Linked DNA regions of Mus musculus: region 1 is linked to region 2. The links are chromatin contacts, called in public Hi-C maps. All regions are on one chromosome and are shown on one strand. The core of a region is the stretch at or near the end of the contact, and the rest is flanking DNA. Distances in the headings are between cores, read along the strand shown. Region 1 overlaps Arfip1 (ADP-ribosylation factor interacting protein 1). Region 2 overlaps Fhdc1 (FH2 domain containing 1).

Region 1 (4,640 bases), core at 411-2,910, 73 kb before region 2:
CCCATATCTTCGAGGCTTTTCCCTACTTTCTCCTCTATAAGTTTCAGTGTCTCTGGTTTTATGTACAGATTGTGTTTTGTTCTGAGAGGCCATCCTCTGCATTCACATCTCTGTAGAGATTATAATGAACATGCTTAGACTAGAACTGCACCAGCACTGCAGTCCTTGCTCCTATATGCAACTCTAGAGATGAGCAAGGCAGGGAGCTTGCTATCACGGGCCTCCACCATCCTCAGCAAAGATGCTGTTATTTTCTAAGTAAAACAATTTTTGTTCTTTAAAGTTTAATCTTCACAGATATAAAGTTACTCTCTAGTTTTGAGCTGTATGTGATTTACAATGGATGCTATTAACAATTACTAAAGAGCAATTGGGTAAAGTGGTATAAATCTGCCAGTCCTTTGCTTATGGGCCAGAGGCCAGAGGCTCAGGGTCATTCTCAGCTACACAGTAAGTTCAAGGCTGACTGGACAACATGAGACTGTCCCCAAAACAACAGAAATAGAAAGCAAAATGAAATGTGATGGATGTTGTTGTCTCGTTTCTTAAATAGTAACTAGATGTTGGCAAGTTGTAGCTTGAGTTAAAGAGAAGCAAGCACAAGTTACACATGGTTGTGTCTTCTTGTTAGTTTAGCTGTGATTGTCAGGTTAGGGAAATTACTTCATTAGATATTGTGGAAATGGAACTTTTCCTGTGGAATGTCCAGAACAAAAGTACATAGATTAGGTGTTTCCCAGCTCTGAACTCCTTAGAAATTGCATACATATAGCAAACTATCAAAACTTCCTATTAACTTTAGGGAGTTATAATCCAGGATCATTAGGACTTAATTACAAAGCACTGTTTGAGTAGGAACATGTTAGAGACCTTTGTCTCTCACTACTTTATTTTACGACAGGCAGAGGAGCCTGGAAGCTCAGACATAGCTCCTAGGATTGTGTAAGCTATTCCTGAAGCCTGTGTGACATGGCTGTAATTTCAGTGAGGGGCAGGAATTTTCATTCATTTCCTTATTTTCATGCCTGGCAAAACTGTTTGGTGTGTAATAGAGGCTTTCATTTCATAAATGTTTTGTGAATGAGCACATTGTTTTGTGAGAGCTGGCCTAGAACCTGGAGGTAGGGGAGAGGTACTCCACGTTTAGATTGACTACATTTTTATCCTTACTTGTGCTGCTTGGGCTGTTGTTTGCTTTTGTGTATAAGCAGTCTTTGTTGTTTTTAAATGACATGTGGAAAATGATAGACTTGGTCAAATAAAGCATGCTGGTATGTGGAGGACATAATTGCCTGAGGAATTACTGATCAAACTAAGAGCTAGACAGATGAAGAAGGATGAAGACTGTCCCCCTCAAAGAGTACCAGTAAAGAATCTAAAGGAGGTATAAAGACCATATTATTTACAGTTCACCTGCCAAAGTGTGTGTGTGTGTGTGTGCACTCGCGCGAGCGCACGTGAGTGAGAGACAGAGAGAGAGAAAGAGAGAGAGAATGTGAATGAATGAATGAATGAATATGAGTGTTGGAGGTGTGGGCCTAAAGTGTATGATGAGAAATGACACTAGAAAGATAAGTAGACCCTGTAAAAAAAAGTCATGTTAAAGTACTAGCTTATTTTACAGGCAGTGCAGCCACAAAATGGTATAAAAATGGTTATCTGTCTCAACCACATTCCCATTTTAGAAGGTTGTATCTGAGCTGAACATGGTGGCACACACATTAAGTCCTCACACTGTGGAGGCAGAAGGATTGTGAGTTAGAAGGGAGCCTGGCCTTCTTAGCAACTTCTGTAGCCAGACCCTGTGGGAAAAAGGGGGGGGGGTGGAGGGAAGGAGGGCAAAGAAAGTTGTTTCTCACTACAGTGTAAAGATTCCATTGCAGGGCTGGCAGGACAAGAGACAAAGAAAACAAGGATAGTCACCAAGAGAAGAGAGGTAAGACCTAGACTCTGGTAGAGAAAATAGAACCATTGATGACACCAGATTATCTAAGATAGACAGGTGGAAAACAACGTGGTGTATGCAGATGAGAGTAGGAGCTGCTGTAGATTGTAAAATCTTGAAGGATTCTTGAATGAGATTTCTTTCTTTACTAATACTCTTCCTTATAGCCCAGAGTAAGAAGGGACAGTTAGTTCTTCTGCAATTCTTCTCATGTGTTTCAGTGTCCTGCACGTCACTAAGTCTTAAAACATTATTGACTACTTTGTAGAACAACACATTCTTATTCAGAAGTAGATTGTTATGCCAAGTTTTAAATTGTGAGTTTTAAATTTTCATTTTGGGATCGAAATGGCTCAGCAGTTAAGAGCTCTTGCTGCTCTGTAGTTAGAACTTGAGTTCACAGCACCCATGTCAGTAGCTCACAGCTGTATCTCTAGCTCCAAGGGATCCCAGGGGTCTCCTGGCCTCCAGAGGTATCCTGACACACACTCAGACACTCACACAAACTCTGAAACTTTTGCATTCTTTGTTTTGTTTTGTTTTGTTTTGTTTTTCAAGACAGGGTTTCTCTGTATAGTCCTGGCTGTCCTGGAACTCACTTTGTAGACCAGGCTGGCCTCGAACTCAGAAATCCACCTGCCTCTGCCTCCCGAGTGCTCAAAATGTGCAAAGCAAAGAGAAATTCCCAAGGTTTGAATGAGTACTCTTTCATAACTTTATAAAATCTACGAGTCTAATTTTGTATCATTTAAAATACTAAAAATGCATATGACACTTACTTGAAGTTTTTAAGGCATCATATTTTCTTATAGGCTAACTGAAAATGACTTTTAAATGTATTAAATACTTCAGTAGAGTTGAGACTTAAGCCATTTTAAGTTTGAATTGAATATCAGTAACATCAAAAAAATGAAGTGGGGATTTGGTTTTCATTATGAACAAACTAATTATTTCTAAAGTATACCTTGTAAAATGTAGGACTAAATACAGTAGCATATATTCAATGAGTTATTAAGCTATGTAGTACCTTATAACTGCACACACAAAAACTGAAAACTAACATTATACAAGGAAGGCACATTTGAAAATTTTATACACTGTGAGTATATATTGTATTACATAGGGAATATAACAGCCTCCAAAATAGACAAGTGGACACACCCAGACTCCTGAATATTATCTCATAAATTACCATCTCATACATTGAATTACTTTGTACCATCAAACTGCTAATCTCTAGTTAGAAATTTGCACCACTTCATTCAGATGTTGCACCTTTTTTTTTTTTTTTTCCATAATGGCAAGAGCTCTGCTTCTTGAAGGATTGCTGCTTTCTGAGTCAAGGAACCCTGGCCACCATGAGGCCATCAATTTTATTACTGATGGTATCGTATCACTTAAAAGTGTCCACAGTCAGAGATCTCTTCCATTTCTGTTTAGACCTTTCCTACTTCACCTCACACCCAGCGCTCCACTCTGCTACTTCTTTTTAAGAATTTACACAGTGCTCTCTTTACGAAAACAATTCAAGTGTCTAGTGGTCTTTCAGCAGTCCCAGGATTCCTGTATATAATTTGTAGACTACTCATATTGGGTGCTTTCTTCCTCCTGTGATGACGTACCCGACAAAAGCAAGCTGGTGGTTATTCTGGCTCACAGTTTGAGAGTCCAGTCCATCAGCACGGAGAAGTCATGGCAGCGACTCTCGAGGCAGGTCAGCTCACTCCATGTTCTATACAGAGTAAGACCCTAGCTCATGAAGTGACCACTAGTATTAGCTGGAATGACTCCCTGGAAGACGTGCCCAGAGGTTTATTTCTACCCTAACTCTAAATCCTATCAAGGTGATAGTGCAGATTAAGGGTTAGCGGCATTCGACTGTGTTTATATTTTTCCTTAGGAGAGCTTATCTTCACTGAAAGGTACATGCCTAACATCCTTGAAAAAAATAGGGAGACTGGAAATGAAGTGGTTAAAGCAGGATGACTTGATCAGATTAAGTAAGGATGTTAAATTAAAACAGCAGAAAATTACAATAAATAAAAAAGCAAGTTCTGAATATTTACGTTTTAATCCTATATTGTAGGGTAAAGTACTATAAAGAAAGGAATTCTCAAACATGTCCAGAGGGTATAGCTCAGTGGCAGGAGATTTTCTTTGCGCATATCCAAGGCTCTGGTTTCTGTCCCAACACTAGGGGCTTGAGGCACTTACATCCTTTTGTTTTCAGTAAGTAGTCTCTGTGGAAAACCTTGAGAGACCTCTGTCTCACATGCACTCCAGAAATCTGGTGCTGTGAGAAAGCATTGAGACCGAAGACCCACGTTTTTCTTCCGATGCACAAGAGGCTTGTTGATTTCTGTATTTGGAAGAAGGTGTTTGGTTTGGGGTTGATGTGCGGCAGGGGCATGTGTCCCTTACACTCGTCCCGAGCAGTATTCTTGGAGTCCAGAGGTTTCTGGCTTTGGAGTATCTTCAGCTCTTCAGTAATGACAAGACCTTGTCATATTTCCATCTCTTTTTGGAAACGTGTTGATGACAGTGTCTCTGTCACTACTTAATTAAGTTACTGTTATTGGAATTCATGATCTGTCTGCTGGCTCTTCCTCTCTTTTTGTTTGTTCTCTACACATTTCTTATTTTTAGCATGAACATACTCCTATCCTTTAAAGACTGTCTTTCCTGTATTTTTGTA
Region 2 (4,105 bases), core at 1,228-3,727:
TCAGATCAGAATGGGGCTCGCCACCTGTCATTCACCATCGTGCTTGTGTGGCACCAAGTGACTATTCACACAGTGTAGATGGTGGACCGGAAGAAGAGGATGGGAGTGAGAGGAAGCAGGAAGAGGAGGAGTTAGGAGCAGGGAGGGAGGCTACAAGAACGATGGCTCTTTCTAGATCTATGAGCAACGCTGCTTCACCCTCCCACGCCCTCATTTGGGAACCAGTCATTCTCCTGTAATCATGATTACATTCCCATTACGTCCTGAGATTCTGGGACGTGCTCACAATGCAGAGCTGTAGAACTAGATAGTGTGTGTGGATTAAAACAATACATATACTTTAGGTGTCTTTCTCCCCGCCCCCTCATAAACTAAGGGGTTCCGATAGATAGCCAACAAAAGCTGAGACACTGGAGAGCTGAGTCAGCGACCAAAGTGACTGAAAGGAGCCTGTACTGAAAGGAAGAAGATTTAAAATCGCTTTGCTTTTCAGGTTTTAAATGGGGTGAAAATAGCCACTGGTTCAGGTGACCAACATATGTAAGGATGCCCCCTTTGACACTGTGAAATGAAAGCAGTTTATAGGGTTCAGATTTGGCTCAACAGTAGAGAGCCTACTTAGCAACACTAAGGCCAGCGTTCAACACCAACACCAGGAAATCAAAACCCCAAACCCCAAACTCCAAAACCCAAAACACACCAGCAAGTAAACACACCAAGTGAATTAAAGGTTTATTCCTTCCACATTGAAAGCACGTTAAATGAAATAAGCCCACCATCCAGGGTAAATCTAATTCTGCCTATAAGAGAGACCTAAAGGCCTGGAGAGATAGGTTAGTCAATCGCCTCAAAACCATGAGGACCTGAGTTCAATCCCCAGGATCCACATGAAGATGCAGAGTGTGGTGGTATATGCTTGTAATCCTAACACTGGAGAGGTAGAGACAGCTGGATCTCTGGGGCTCGCAGGCTTGCCAGTCTAGTCTAGCTGGTGACTTCTAGGCCAATGACAGACCATGTCTCAAGGGAGGTGAGCAGTGTCCCTACAGATGACTCAGTTGTTTTGCGGTCTACACACATGCATACCGGTGCACATAAAAACACACACACACACACACACAACTTGAAAGTAGAAAAAGAGGATGGAGGTCTCATGGAGATGGGAAGTACCAGCCAGGGCCATTGGCTAGGGTAGGGCATGGTAACTGCAGTTTGATGGATCCAGGGCTTTGGTCTTGCAAGGTGTGAACATTTTGGAGCTGGATGGCATCATGGCACCTAGTGGATGCACATAATGCCACCAAATAGTGCCCCCAGAGATGCTCCCAAATCCTAAGTATGTATAGCTTCCCACAACTGAAACAAATGCCTCCTTCTTGTGAAGGAGACAGGCTTTGTATCCGATTGATGCTAAGGAAGGGTGTAAGAACCGCGAGGCTGCTGGGTTAGCACAGCAGTAGGGCTCTTGTCTTGAAAGGCACGCCGGGCTTTAGGTTCATCCCCTATAGAGAGAATGGGGATGAGGAGAGACCTGGTACAGGTGGCACAGAGCTGGTGAGCAAGGTGACCGTGGTCATGGCTGGGTTGGCACATCCTGGATTTGGCACTTTGTCTTCTCTAACTTAGCTTTTACAGCCTACTGGGACTTTTGTCAAATGCCACTCTGTGTGCATGGTTTCAGCTCACCACAGCCAGTCCTAAAGGGCTTTGCAGCCGAAACCCTAGCTCTGTGGCAGCCAGAGTTTGGGAAGTGAGATAAGCTCCTTACATGAGCAGTGATAACCCTCTTTTGAAGGGCTTTAAACAAATACCTTTATAGCCGTTATAAGGATCCCGTTTGATAAGACAGCAGACTCAGTCACTAGGTAAATCTGAGGGTGCCAGAGAGCAGGCGCTGTCCTGAAGTGCTGTTGTTGTCTCTTGTTCCTTGTTTGGGTGAAGCGCTGGCCTTTTGTTTTCTTCCGTAAGCTGATCAGTCATGGCCAGCCCAGGCCTTTCCTTAGGGACTGGCTGACTGTGACCAATTTCAGAAACTGCTTGGGCTGTGGGGACATCTCCTGTAAGCTAGAGCTGCCCTTGACTTTGAGCGCATTGGCTACCCCATTGGGGGGCTTGGGCTCTTGGAGGCTGGTCTATCTGGTGAGAACATGATGCCACATGGCATCCACACTAACAACTCTGGGGATGCCCCTCGACTTGGCCAGACTGTGGATGCTTTTCACAGACCTGCCCCTGTTTCTGGAGAGACCTCCCCGGACCTTGGTGTGGGAGGAGACTACATTTAACTGATTCCATGGGAGACCCACCAGTACTGAACTCACAGGAACCAGGGGAGAAGAACCCGAGAGAACCAGGCTACCACTCTGTGCCAACACTGCTCTGGGGGAAGCCACAAGATGACACGTCTGAGGCGCAGTTTCCTTATCTGTCAAATAGGGATAATAAGAGTAATTTCTCCCTTGCTTTCCAGCAGTGGTGGCTATGGACCTACGCCAAGTATTCAGAGCCCCAGAGGGTGGAAGGGTGAACAGGATGAGGGTGGAGTTGGAAGTGGGGAGGGGGGGTGAGGGGAAGGATGCTGCAGCCGGAGGTTAAACACAACAAGAGGTGGCAATCTAGTGAGAGAATTATACAACAGGCTTGTTTCCATTCTAGATAGACACGGATACAACTGTATCGGTGTACGTGTTAGTACTCTCGGCCTTATAATTTACAAGTTTTAATGAGCAGTTTTCTGTCTTAATAAATTGAGATTTCCCATTCCAGCGGAAGTGTTTCTCTTTAGAGTGTAAAGTTTCACGGGTTTTATTTATTCCCCCTCTCTTTCTCTTCCTTCATACTGAACTTGAACTGAAGTCCCTGGGTAGGATTTCTGTACGGAGGGTGCCCTCTCAGCCTGGAAGCTCATTTTATGGCTGGCAGGTGATTGTGTTAACATCAAATAAACCCATAGGTTAGTAAATAATGAGATTGTTTAAGATTAGTCTTCAAAAGAAGACAACTATACCTTGTAAAAATTTAACCTTATAGCCAGGAAGTGACATTAACGGTCTGGACTTGCTGTTGCTTACAAACTTGAATCGAACCAGAGATGGAGAATTTGGTCTGAAACCTGATGCCCTTTGGTTCCCTGTTGGTCTCTATTTCACCTAGCCTCTCTTTACCAAAAGACGAATGGAAAAGAAGGGAATAGTTTTCTGTCATCTTCTATCCCCTCTCCTGAATGTTCATTTCCAGAGGCAAAGATAACTTCTCAGCAAACCTCTAGAGATTCTAATCTATATTTTAATAAAGTCTTCTTAAATTATTGTTTCTGAATATTTAAAACTTGCTACAGCCCAATCTGGGGTTTGATGGTACAATAGGATAGTTATATTAGCATCTGATAAATCAAAAGATGCCACAAATTGCCCAGCTCGGTGGTGCACACCTTAAATCCGAGCAGGTGGATCGCTGGGATTTTGTGAGTAGCCTGGTCTATGCAGTAAAACCATAGATTATAAAGAACCTTCTAACTCAGAGACAGAAAAAAAAAGTAAGGAAAAATGTAAGGATCTGAGACTTCTTGGCAAAGGAAAGGTTTTTTAAAAACTTCTGAGCAAACAAAATGTAGAATACTTTTGTTTGTTTGTTTGTTTGTTTGTTTGTTTATTTATTTTTGAGACAGTCTCTGTCTGGCCTTGTACTTCTGATAACCCTCCTGCCCCAACCTCATGAGTGGTAAGATAATAGGCACGGACCACGGGTGGCTACGATACTTCCTTATTTTCTCCTTAATGGGTGATTTGTGTCTGTCGATCAGACCTGGGCCCACCCTCAGCAGAATCCTTGCTTTATTCTGCCATTTCAATTCTCATTTGATAAGTATGGGCTGTATGTAAAAGAAAATTTTAAATCAAAATAAAACATTACCTGTTTGAATGTATATACTAGTATAGTAAACATATATCTTGTGTATTATTTTGGGACTAGAGCACAGGGCCTTGCCCGTGCTAGATAAGGGCTCCACCACTGAACTATCCAGTTAAAGAATGGATTGGGGGTGGTGGTGGTGTGGCTATTGTCATACAGACAAGGCTTGTCTCCAGCTCACTCTGTAGCTTTG

What was found. Hi-C and Micro-C count contacts between places; a contact is called where the count stands out from the background.
Region 1: a contact with region 2 is called in a Hi-C map of the G1E-ER4 cell line, with 1.7 times the contacts expected there. The contact joins two enhancer-like sites. A contact is called at or near these places in 6 of 484 Hi-C or Micro-C datasets (the Ba/F3 cell line, the G1E-ER4 cell line, the HL-1 cell line and 2 more), 4 of 115 datasets of contacts at active chromatin or transcription factors (embryonic stem cells and neural tube) and 3 of 9 other capture datasets (adipose tissue, embryonic stem cells and pancreatic islet).

What each region holds. Positions count from the first base shown.
Region 1 is chr3:84,537,866-84,542,505 of GRCm38.p6, reverse strand. All of the region lies in intron 2 of Arfip1 (ADP-ribosylation factor interacting protein 1), which reads left to right. Among named protein-coding and RNA genes, the nearest start is that of Gm35410, 42 kb to the left of the region's middle. Within about 2 kb of position 1,660, at least 2 of the 459 cell types and tissues checked have an H3K27ac peak or open chromatin away from gene starts, as enhancers often do. A contact at or near this core is called in the G1E-ER4 cell line, where this site is marked.
Region 2 is chr3:84,465,938-84,470,042 of GRCm38.p6, reverse strand. The region is part of intron 2 of Fhdc1 (FH2 domain containing 1); the gene reads left to right. Among named protein-coding and RNA genes, the nearest start is that of Fhdc1, 12 kb to the left of the region's middle. Within about 2 kb of position 2,477, at least 23 of the 459 cell types and tissues checked have an H3K27ac peak or open chromatin away from gene starts, as enhancers often do. A contact at or near this core is called in the G1E-ER4 cell line, where this site is marked.